Regions from separate parts of the Lactuca sativa genome. Here region 1 is linked to region 2. Evidence: chromatin contacts called from public Hi-C data. All regions are on one chromosome and are shown on one strand. The core of a region is the stretch at or near the end of the contact, and the rest is flanking DNA. Distances in the headings are between cores, read along the strand shown. Region 1 holds the start of LOC111900987 (meiotic recombination protein SPO11-2). Region 2 holds the start of LOC111900982.

Region 1 (6,237 bases), core at 1,824-4,323, 140 kb before region 2:
ATCCAAATAACCCTCGTTGAATAATAATAATAATAATAATAATAATAATAATAATAATAATAGTAATACCATATCTGTATGCTTCCAGGCCCATTCCAATACTTCCATATTTGAAGGTGCAAAGAATAGCCAATCCAGCAGGGTTCCTAAAATAAAAAAAATAAAAAAAAAACATCAAAAAATTTTAGGTTTCAATCATATAAGTGATTATGATTCTAATTTCTAGACATCAAAATATCGAAAAGAAAAAAAAAATCCAAATAGAAATCTTTTGTTCTTACCAATCAACTAATCCAAAAATTGGCATTTCAGGGAAAGCCCGACTCATGCGATGAAGAAGAAACCTATTTGAGCAATCCAAGAAACTATGATTTCAATCAACTATCACAAATTAGAAAGAGTAATTACACTTTTGGTCCTTGAGTATAGCTGATTTTTACAATTTTTTGTCCAAAATATAAATTCTTTAACAGAAAACTCTTTGGGACACAAATTGGAAAAAATGAACTATACTTATTACTTACATACCAAAAATCTGATTTACTCAAATGAAAATCTACCTTGTAGCAAGATCAGGGTATCCTTTTGCAGTGATAAGAATGCATGGAATTTGATTGAACACTTTATCCTCAGCCAACCTCTGAAATATCGCATGCTAAACACAAACATATTTAATATTTTGATAATAAAGGAGAAAAAGATTTAATCAAACATAGTACCTTCTCAATCACAATTATATAATTTGCATCTGTCTTCATCACCAGTTTTTCTAAAATGTTCAAGTCACCAGAAATGGCATAACCAGAAGACCCACATTTAGTGCAGTCAACAGTTTCTTGATCAGGCCCTTGTAACAATAATCGACCTGCTATTGATCCTCTACTAGATGCCATGATTCCAAGACTATAACGACTACATCTCAGCAATGCTACCACATCTGTGTTGCATAAATATATGAAAGAAAAGAAAATAAACAGAAATGTAATATCAAATGGTGAATTTTAACCTTGGATAGTTTGATTGACTTGTAGTTGAGTAGTGAAATAATCTGGTGATGAACAAAGCAACTTGTAAAATAGTTCTCTTTGAGTTACTCTCTTTTCCAGAAGTAAAATGCTGTAACACATCTCCATCACTTTCCACACTGATTTGCATAAGGTGGATAAAGTAATGCATAAGAATAAGGAAATTGTGTTGGTTTTATAGTGTCGGATCATATAATAAGTACCTCTTATGAAGGCTTTAGCAGAATTCTCTCTCGTCAATGATTTTGTGCAGAATGAACGTGACAGAAAGATCCATGAAGTTTCGGTTAATAGACTCTGATTCACTCTGCTATTACTTGATTTACGGTTGATCTGTTTCATTCGCAGCATCAATTGATCATTCGCCAATTGAGCAAAAAGAAAAAGAAGAATTAAAATGGTTCCCAATAATCATTGCTCATTTGTACTGTATAACAATACATAGGCTTTCACGAGCAATTCGAATTTCCTAAGTCGATCCAATTCCTATCAGTTTTGTCGATACATGTTGAGGAAATCGAAACCACAATTAGCATATAGTTTCCATTGGTGCTCATAAACATGAATACGCCTTATTTGTTTCAACCTTATATTCAAAATGTAATTACGATTCTGTGGTAAACTTGTAGCTGAGTTGTAACATTCATAGCTTAAATCTCCGACGCACGATACAGGATCATATTGCTTATTGAAAGAAAAAAAAAACATCGAAACAGATCGACATTAATAATCAAACTCAAATGGTGAGGAATTCGGACCATAGGGAGGTTTGAGATGGCTGGAGTTGAAGAGTTCAAATCCTCGAGGAAATTCAGGACGGCTATTTCGATTCTAGCTCGGACCTGATGATTTGGTTCCGAACATTATTGAAACGTCTTTGAAAATTATGAACTAGAATTCATTGAATTGGAAAGAAGAAGAAGAAGAAGAAGAAGTACCTCAAGAGGTGGAAGGATATCGGCGTAGGAAAGGTGTTGCTCGGTGAAGAAGATGGTGGATCTGCGCTCGTCTCCCATGATGCAGCCCTACTGCTTGTGGCCCAAATAGCGCGCCAATTTGCTTTATATATTCAAAAATCAAAATCCTATCTTCACTTCTTTTCTATTAAACATGAGCACGGGTGTTTATTTTAAATAAAATTAAATAAAAAAAGTAAAATCAAGCAAGGAGCTTAAATTTATAAATTGGATTTCATTTGACAGCCGAGCTGGTTAGAAAGAAACAAAAATAGGATGTTATAATAAGAAAATCAATAGAAGTATTATTTTTTGCATTTACATAAAAGGCTAAATTTAAGAAACTCTTAATATAAGAGTCACCATTAACAATTCTCCTTTAAAGAAACTCAAATCCATAGGATACATAACACTTAAAACAACAATAAAAAACCACCAATTATCATCTTCCATTATCATACACTGGAGTTGATATAAATCCTACCCTTTTAACAGCTATGGTTAAAACTTAAAAGAAAACCAACATTAACATAAACTTAACCCCCAATTTTAGAAATAAATAATAGTTCTAACAATTTTCCTAAGTAAAACAACCTCGGAATCCGCTAACAATGAACACTATACATCAAATATAGCATACTTGAGATTAATTATCAAGTAACCTCAAACTGTGATGTGTTGGATTCAGAAAGATGTAAAGATCTGTTTCATTCAGTGTCTAAACTTCTGGGATTTGTAAGTGTAAAACTTATGTTTGGTTCAAGATCACCATATGTTTCTTTGAAGAAAGGTGTAGTAGCAAAAGGTTCAAATCTTGATTTTCTGGATTTTTGTTGTTCTTGTTGGTAATGGGTAAGAAAGCTTTCGAGTACGACCTACAAATATAAATATTAAATAGAAAGATGATTCTATTAGATGATGGAATTAGAATTCAAGATTGATGTAAATCTTTGAAATTATAAAGGTTATAGCTAAAAATGGAAGTGGGTATTGAATTTGCAAAAAGAAACGTGTCTTTTAATGAATTTGGAACAAAATCATAAGTTGGAGTTTGACTTGTGAAGGTCAAAATGTATGTTTATTAGTTGACAATTAAAAAAGTCTTTCCTACTTTTTAAATTTACTTTTTTCAACAACATAATTTATTTAGAGAATAGCAGAGAAAGAAGAAGTTGCAACCACATAAACCAATCAACCAAAAAAACGAAAACAACAAAACGTTGTCGAAAATAATGTGGAAAAGAAGCTTTTTGGCCTAATAGACAACACTAACTTTACTTTATGATTATAATACAATCTTAATACAAATTCGATCCATATATCACATGTAAAGACTTAATTGAACTTAATTAAATCACATGTAAAGATTTAGCTGACCTTAGATAATATCAAGTAAATAGTAATTAAATAGTTTAGATAGGATTAATATGCAACTTAAGCGAAAGTATAGGGTCTATTGTTGTACTTATCGCATACCACTAAACATTACCGGGTCATTAGGCGTATGTTCCTCGCAATGGGAGGTCGTTCATCTACTTACACCCGATACCAGTCCCTTATGTTTAGTAATTTCCAGATTCTCCCCGTAATTTTAGCTTCATTCTTATAACAAGAATAATTTCCGTACCACAGTCATAATTCTTAACAAACCAATCATCATGGGTCCATCAACATGTTTCTTCGTGTTCTTTTCGCTCTTCCTTGGGGCGTATGCGAGGCTTCATCCAGTGATGCACCCAATCGAAAACGAAACTCGAACCGTGAGTCCAGACGTGATTGCGAAGGCATGCGAACCATCTATGGAGAAAGACTTCTGCATTTCGGTCCTCAAAACTCAATCCATCGGCGACATTAAGAGCTTGAAACAGGCGACCTTCGTGGCACTCCAGACTGCATCGCGTGAAGCGGTGGCCACAGCTGAGTTGATAAAGATTACGAGGCAAAAGGAAGAGGAGAAGGACGTTGTGGAGGATACGATAGAAGAGGAAACGTTGGCAGATTGTAGCCAGAGCTACTCAAGCATCGTGGACATGCTGGCGGATGCGACCAGTGCATTGTTGACAGGGCCTAATCAGTTGGACGTGGGGGTTCAGATTCTGGCTGCAATGACGACGGCAGAGACGTGTGGAAAGAGCATTAGCGCTGGGAAGAAGACTCGTCAAGTAGAGGAGGTGGCTAAAAAGAATGAAAACGTCAGGAAGTTGTGTTCAAATGCTTTGAGCATTTACAACGTCTATGCCAAGGGAAATTGATGGTAGTGATTTAATTGATTAATGATAATTTGTGAATATTATGTAGTTTGATTTTAGAAATTAACTGACATTTGAAGAATCATGTTTTTTTCTTTCAAAACGATAAACAAGCATAATCATGTTTTTTTCATAACCCGACTATGTTATCTTTTTACTAACATGAAAACAATTCAACTAAATCACACAAAACACGACTAATATAAAATAATAATCTGTTTACTTAATGGTACAAATGTGTCCCACACATAAGAATCGCATATATAACTAAGCTCAAAAACAAAATAAGAGTTTTCAAACCTATAACATCAAAAAAGAAAATCGTTCAAACGTATGTCTTTGTTTATCCTTTCTATCCAATTACATAATAAGATAATATTACTAGTGACTAGTGAGTTCTTGTAAACACAACTCTTCATTGCCTACCAAACAATAAAAATAAATATAAACATGTTAAAATAGTTAAAACACTAATAATGATAATCGAGATTTCAGTAAAAAAAATCAAAACATAATTACCTTTCATTCCAAACATCTAATCTTTCGTTCAAATTGGAGCTTCAAAATCATTGTTTCCTTCACATATACTGACTTGGTCGTTAAAATACATACTTGGACCAACATTCTTCAATTATACGAACCACATCCACAATTAAATGCAACACTGAATACGAACCACACATAAAGCACTTGGAAGCACATATACCCTTAAACACCAATTTTGACTTAGACTCTCAATCAAATTTCATTGACTCACCAATCATTTGCATGGATTCGGATCAGCACTGCCTCATTGTTTTCTTTTTACCTTGAATCCGAAGAGCTTGCGTTCAACTTATAGGGAACCTCAATTAAATCAACAACAAAACTTTGACCACTATGAATTATCGGTTCATGAAAGATCACAGGATCTCATGAAATATTTCTTCGGATCAAAATTTAATGTGTGTTCAAAATTTGATCATGTATGAATTTGTCAAATCAAGATCTATCTTCGAACAAATTGCACATATCTTCAAGGTAGGACCTTGATACCGATTGTTGTAACATGAGACCCAAATTTGCATGCCTAAATTAAGAACGACATAATTGACAATATATGAATTCATGTTGCACTTTTTTCATTATCTTTTGATTTTTCAAATGCCCATTCCACCATGGCTGAAGTTGCATGTGTTCCTCCTAGAAATTTTCCTCATACAAGAAAATTTTAACCAACTTAAGCATGGCTAGTTCCCTGATCTTGAATTACATAACTATTATAACAAATTAGTGTAACACTCGTATATTACACGAGTTTACTTATAAAAAAATACGAAGGTCTAAACATTTGAGAAGTTTGAATTTATACGGAAAATAATAATAATCATAATAAATTTGAACTTTTTAAAACAACATAACTATAATAAAAAACCATAACTTTTATTCGAAAGAAGTATCAAAACCACAACCTCAAGATATATCAAAGTAAATTCAAAAACCATTTGACAGTTATAAATTCCAAAATCAAAGAAAACATAATCCAATTTAACATAAAACTCCACAAATCCGTCCCGATCCAATGTGTACTATCACGCCCTGCCATGCAGAGTACCTACTAATCTTGAAACATTATTTTTAAGGGAAAATGGTTAAGCACAAAGCTTAGTGAATTTCATATATACACAATATCATATCATACAAACTATGTCTAACACACATGTATCAACATTAGTCACACGACCATACATGCATGTCAAAGAACAAATCAGAAACAAGCATACACCCATTGGGACACATAGCTATGTCTGATCCCACTTATTGAGCGCATCGAGCCCTTGGGACACATCGGCTAATCCCTTGAACATAATCCCATTGGGACACACTAGCTACGCCTGATCCCCTATGTTCAGTTCATCGAGCCCTTGGGACAGATTGGTAACGTCCGATCACCCACTAGACACTAACCCAGCCTAGGGATACCCACATACACATCTTATAATCACACACGAGCTAAAGTAAAGCATA
Region 2 (6,765 bases), core at 3,815-6,314:
GGGGGAAATCAAGTAAAGCCAATTACTGAGAAGCCAAAACCTACTGTTAAGCTTGTACCTGTTGTTAAAAGTGAAACTGAGCCAAAGGGTAAAGACAAACTTTTCTCTGATGATCCCATCATTGATAATGAAGAAGAAGAAGAGCTTAACGAAGCAGAACTTAAAAGGCGAAAGGCTCGTGAAGACGAGATGGACGGAAATCAAAGAATCATACGAGAAGCTGAAGCCAAAGAGAAGGCAGAAAAAAGAAGCTCAACTCACACTTGAAAGGAGAAACCTCTTGTTTCCAAAGTGGAATTTGAAGCGTCTTCAAAATGCAGCAGTTGATATGCCTAGTCAATATTGGTTAGAACCTATTGTGTCCTTTGATCTTCAAAACACTCAGGACTCGCAACTGGATCTTCCAATGACTCCGAAGGCTTTCAAGTTTCGCTCCTTTATCAAGGTTGCGAATGTTACCTCTTCTGATAATGGAGCTGATCAACTTATCTTCGCCTTCTATATCAAATACATGAAGCCTCAATATGAAACATGGAGTATGAGCAAGATAACAACGGTAAAGGTCACTGGACCTATGGAAACTGACGGTTTTCCAAATGCAAAATTCAAAGTTGTCTGAGGTTCCGAAAGTCAAGTTCATGAGTTCACTCTCGCAGACTTGCCATATATCGATCCTTACGACTAGATCACGCTCTACAATTTTTTGATGCGAGAAGAACAGAAGTACGAACCTGTTGTCAGTTATCTTAAGCTGATGATAATTTCGTATATTCAAGAGGTGGGAACCATGGATGTTGAGATTGCTTTTGTTCTTGGAAAGAAGCCTTCTACAATTCCCAAAGAGTGTCTTAAAGATCTTGAGAAGCTGAAACTTTGATAGATCTACAAGGAAGGATGGTATATGGTTTTCCAGGCACGAGAACGAAATGACTCTAATTATCACAAGGCGTGCTTCTTCCTTGATGATAAACACATGTACTCTACCTCTTGTCTCGAGCATGTTCTGACTATGACAAATAAATTCAGAGGCAACGGTGTTGGTGATAAGAAATGTTTTTCGGATATGATCTGTTGGTATATCCAGGTTGGCAAGGCATTGCTAAACATAATTCTGAAGGTATTTGAAGTTCAGAAGCGAATCAAGAATTGAAGTTTCCTCGCCTCAAATGACGTAAAGGGGGAGATTGTTGGGATTATAGTGTTGTGTCTTTGGGCCTTCTTGATTTAGTTTATTTTGTAAACGAGTTGGGTATGTCCACTCGTATTTATTTCTAGGGTTTAAGTATTTAAGATGCATGCATGCATTGTATTTGAGTGAACACTGATATTATTCCGTAAACCCTAATAACGCCTCTACAGTAGCAATTCTTTATTGAGTTCTTAATCATTCAGCAATATTTGAATCATTCTTTTGTTCTTGCTTTTACTTGTTTTGAATCTAAACGATCTTAAATGTTTTTAATCCTAACGAGGTTCTAGTCACAAGGGCCATTTATTTCGGGGGTGTAAATCGTTAACACCCTTTTGCCGATTTGTCTAAATATTTGTAAAAGAAGGAAATGACACATTTGCTACCATGCCAATCCAAAAGTCCATCTCAGCAAGTAACCAGGTTACATGCTGAAAAGGTAAAAAATTGTTAAAATTATTACAAAAATCATTTTATGTCCTTTTTGTTGATGAAATTTAATTCAAAATCATACATACTTATAAAGCTGACATTTTTTCTTGAATCTCATGCATTCGAAACCCCCATTTTTTAACTTCCTCAAACCACATTCATTTGAAACCCCTTTTTTTAACTAATGCAACTCAAAAGTTTTCTCAATTATGATTTAACACTCAAAAGTTTTATAACTTATATTATGTTTAATTAGCATTTAGTGAAAAGTTTATTATAAAAAGGTCAATCTTTTATGTCTTTGTGTTATATAAAATCTTACATGTAAGAAGGATGTCATAACATCAATATTTTGCTTGGAATATCTTTCAACCAAAACAAATGAAACTTTTATATTCTTTCTTTATATCCAGTTTCTCATTTAATCGTTATATGTGATTTGTATGTATTACTCAATCTTGAATGTGACTCTCCAAACATCAATGTTTTGCTTGGAATATCTTTCTGATTCTTCTTTTTCAAGAAAAATATTTTGATTGCAGGTTAGTGAAGAATTGTCATCAAATTTCTATGGTTGAATGGTGTTAAATGAAGAAAGAAGATTCAGAAAACAGATATAGATTTTTTTTTGTTTGAGCAAAGTTGATGAATATTAGTTTTTTCTTTTGATTTAAATGTATGTTTATGTAACATCTTTATTTATATATTCAACCACCCAATGCTCTTATTTATTTGATTGTAGTTTTTCTATTCTGATTATGTTTATTTTCCATTATTTTTTGTTGGGTTATCCTACACAATATATTAACATTTGATATGTAATTATGATAGACTTATCATGATATGTTCTTCATATGAAAGTAATTTATCTATATTACTACGACAAGAATTACATATGACATTTACGAAAATATATATATATATATATATATATATATATATATATATATATATATATATATATATAATATGTGATTTGTTTAACATGTATATGCACCTATGTATGTTATAAATTTATAATTAAATATCTTTATGTTTAAATTAAATGGATTAAAATGATGCATCAAAACCAATTATTTAGACGAATATAATAATAATAATAATAATAATAATAATAATAATAATAATAATAATATTAATAATAATAATAATAATAATAATAAATACACATTTCCAAGTATCGCATTCATTTGAAACTCACACTATAACTCAAGAGTTTTCTAATTTATGTATATTTATTAGTTACAACTCAAGAGTTTTTAACTTATGATTATTAATTAGTAATCACTAATAACTTTTTATTTTCCTTTCTTTTATAAGGTTGTAAAGTTTTTGCTCATTAAAAACATTAATGTATTTGAAGAGATTTGTGATTTAAATATGAAGAGTTAATATAAATGTTATAATAGATGTTTTAGTGTTTTTATGTTATTAAAAATTATAATGTTTATTTTTCATATTTTTTATTATTCGTTGTGTGTGTGTGTGTGTATATATATATATATATATATATATATATATATATATATATATATTAATACAAATGTTATAATATATGTTTTTCTATTTTTATGTTTTTAAAAGTTGTAGTTCATATTTTTGTTCATACGTTTTGTTACCCGTTATATTATCATTAATTTGATATATAATTTACACAATTTTAAACGGTTTATAAATTTATAAAATAGTTGTATATATCACAATGACTTAAAAATTAAACTATAATGTTTAATAAAACTAATATGGTAACTATATGTTTGCTTTACTACTAGCATTTTTTTTCAAAGTAGAAATATTAAATAATAATTTGGTAAAAGTTATTATTTAAACTATGTAATTCTACTCTCGCGCAACGCGCGAGGATTCGCTTAGTTAAATTATAAACTGACCCAAAACATTGAAATTTTTCTACATATTTCTCATATATATTTATTAGATCTAAACTAATTAATAAAAAATTAATTGAAATGTAAAATTGTAATTTTAGATGAAATTTATAACAAACGGAAACAACAATAACAAACTTGATTAAAATTTGAAACCACAAAAACTATTGTTTACTAGGGTAATAATCTTTGTCGCTTTGTTCACAATTAGGCAACTTTTTTTGTACACATCTGACCATTTAACTTGTTATATGTGTTCACATATTATCATTATCACTGACTATAATAGGTGACAATGGTAACATGCAAACACATTAACAAGTTAAATGGTCAAATGTGTACAAAAAACAGAAATTGTCTAAATGTGAAAAAAAAAATGAAAAGTTAATTACCCTCATAAGTCATTTTTCCATTTTTAATAACGATTTTCTTTTTCATATATGTTTGTATTATTTTTTTCGGACGTTATTTTTAAAGTATCAATAACGTCCTAAATACTAATTAAATATTGATCAATTCTAAACCTTACTTTTGAATTAATAAATATGTTTTTGTTTTTTTTTTTTTTTGAAATATTTTATATAGTCTATTATATATATTTTTTCTTTTGTATTTAAGTATGTATAATAGTTTTAAAGTAAATAATATCTAACAATAAAATTAAATAAATTAAATATGTAACAATAAGTATGAAGAGTCTTCTAAAAAAATAAAAATAAAATATTACGTAGCAAAACAAAACAAAACAAAACAAAACAAAATTTATATAATGTAAATGTTTTAAAATTATTACAACTTTTTAATACTTATTAATTAAAAGTTTATTTTTTTTATTTTTTTAATACAACGTTTTAAACTAGTATTTAAGGAAAATATTTTTAAATGTTATTAAAAAATATTAAATTGTCATACAAAATATGTGAAACACTTTAAAATGTTGTAAAAGAAAGCTTAGAAATAATTGTATGAGAGTTATAAAAAGTTGTATGAAAATTAAAAAAAAAAAATTTAAAAGCTGAAAACTTGTAATAAAAATTTAAAACATTTATAAAATATTTGGTTGAAAAATATTTGTATTAAATTTATATGAAAATATAGAAATAAGTCAAAAACAATTTATAAACAAAGTTTAAAACATTGTATTAGAAAATATTGTAAGAAATTATTAAAAAAAAAATTATAAAATTTATAAAAGAAATTGCTCACATTTAATCATTTAACTTGTTAAATGTGTTTATATATTATCATTGTCACTATGCAGATAACAATGATAATATATAAACATATTTAACAAATTATATATATATATATATATATATATATATATATATATATATATGTCTAAACCTGAACGAAACGAAAAGATAATTATCCTAACAAGTTATTTTACCAAAACTATTTATAAAAGAAAAAAAATGAGAAGAAAATTGAGAATCTAAAAAACAAAAGACACCATTTATATAATTTTATCCTTTTTTTTTTCTATATTAAATGGTCATTAATCTTGTAATTGCCAAGGAAATTTATAGCGTTTGGGCTTCCTGGTCTTCCAAATTCTATGTCAACGATCAAATCCAAATTCTTAGTCAACGAATCAAAGTTGGACAAATAAAATGAGCCCCACCCACCATTAATTGGCCTGCCATGGATCAATCTCAATCATGTCTCAGCCAAATCAAAAACTGATGACGGACGACGATCAAGAGAAGCCTTTATCTCCGGCGCCTGAGATCCGTCATCTGCCTACCGCCACCGTAGACGAAGCCTCGTCCACCACATCAAATAAGCAAAGCCAAGGCTTCCGCAAATGCACCATCTACTGCGGTATCATCACCGCCGTCGTACTCATCATCGCGGTGGTTCTGTTAGTCCTAGGCCTCACAGTCCTCCACGTCAAAAACCCACAAATCACCATGAACTCAGCAACGATCATCGGATTTGACCGAGTCAACTCAACAGATCTACTCACTGGTAAAGCCAATCTGACTGTGGTGGCAGACGTCTCCGTGAAGAACAATAACGTGGCGGCATTTAAGTTTAAAAGGTCAAATTCGAGTCTTTTGTACCATCAGACGGTGATCGGAGTGGCGGACGTTCCCGGAGGGGTGGCTAAGGCAAGGAGGACGATGAGATTGAACTTGACGTTTGAAGTGGCGGTGGCGGAAATCACCGGAAACCAACAGTTTGGAAGTGATTTGTCGACGGGGATACTTCCGGTGGAAAGTTATACAAAGATTAAGGGAAGGGTTAAGATACTGAACATCATTAAGAAAAAAGCAACGGTAACAATGAACTGTTCCTTTGCCGTTAACATAACGAGTCGGGGGATTGTCGGTCAAAATTGCAAAAGGCATGTTTCTTTTTAGGATTTCTTCTTCACATGTATTTCTAATGATTTTCTTGTTTTTTCAAAAAAAATATTTTTTGGAGTATTATATAAAAGAAATTATATTTTTGTTATTTTATGGTTTAAATATTATACCATTTAGTGAATTAGTGGTTAAACTTTTCAACATAATAAGTCTCTAAACTTTTACAAAATTACCACTTTCAACTACTACTGAAACTTTGACCATTTCGATAATCCACACTCGATAAAGTTCATTAGACGTGTTCTTCAACCACTATATGAATTAAAAGGTGAGAAATGACAAAAAATAAAATGATTTAGAATTTTCAAAAATTAGAATATAAAGTAAATTTAATCATGTGATGTTTAAACAACTTCATACTTTCACCTATGTGTTTCTTGTCATTACATCTTATTGGCTAAATCTGCGGCTATTGAAGGATCGTGCAATCCTGTTTAAATTATGTGGACATCCGCAAGCGAGACTCAGGGGGTGTTTGGCTTAGCTTTTGAGAAGCCAAAAGATGTTTGGCAAACTAATTTTAAAACCTATTTTTTGATTTTTGATAGAAGTAAAATCAACTTTTTGGAAAAATCAGGAAAACCTGACTTTTTGCAATTTTTCCAAAAAGGACTTTTGGTCCTTAAAAAGCTAAGCCAAACACCCCCTCAATATTTATACAATTTTAAATTACATAATTACCGCTTTTAACTTATAATTTTCTTTTATAATGCGTCGAATAATTACTTCATTGGAAAAATTAAAATAAAATATAAGCATGTTTGCGACGATATAATGTGTATATACCCCGATACCATAAAACGTTGTCCCTCAAGAGAAACTTAAATATATTGAACCTATTAAAACAAGATTTAATGAGATGTTTTAATTTTCAAGGACAACAACA

What was found. Hi-C and Micro-C count contacts between places; a contact is called where the count stands out from the background.
Region 1: a Hi-C map of leaf shows a contact between it and region 2, with 5 times the contacts expected there. The contact joins the promoter of LOC111900987 here to the promoter of LOC111900982 in region 2. A contact is called at or near these places in 2 of 4 Hi-C or Micro-C datasets (both in leaf).

What each region holds. Positions count from the first base shown.
Region 1 is chr6:7,313,578-7,319,814 of Lsat_Salinas_v11, reverse strand. LOC111900987 (meiotic recombination protein SPO11-2) reads right to left here and starts at 3,073. Exons shown (of 10, transcript XM_023896855.3): 1 at 1,964-3,073; 2 at 1,784-1,867; 3 at 1,229-1,358; 4 at 1,007-1,144; 5 at 720-937; 6 at 561-655; 7 at 282-344; 8 at 70-146. The coding sequence starts at 2,041. LOC111900986 reads left to right here and starts at 3,640. Exons shown (of 1, transcript XM_023896854.2): 1 at 3,640-4,233. The coding sequence starts at 3,640. The coding sequence ends at 4,233.
Region 2 is chr6:7,175,408-7,182,172 of Lsat_Salinas_v11, reverse strand. LOC111900982 reads left to right here and starts at 5,064. Exons shown (of 1, transcript XM_023896849.3): 1 at 5,064-5,967. The coding sequence starts at 5,169. The coding sequence ends at 5,873.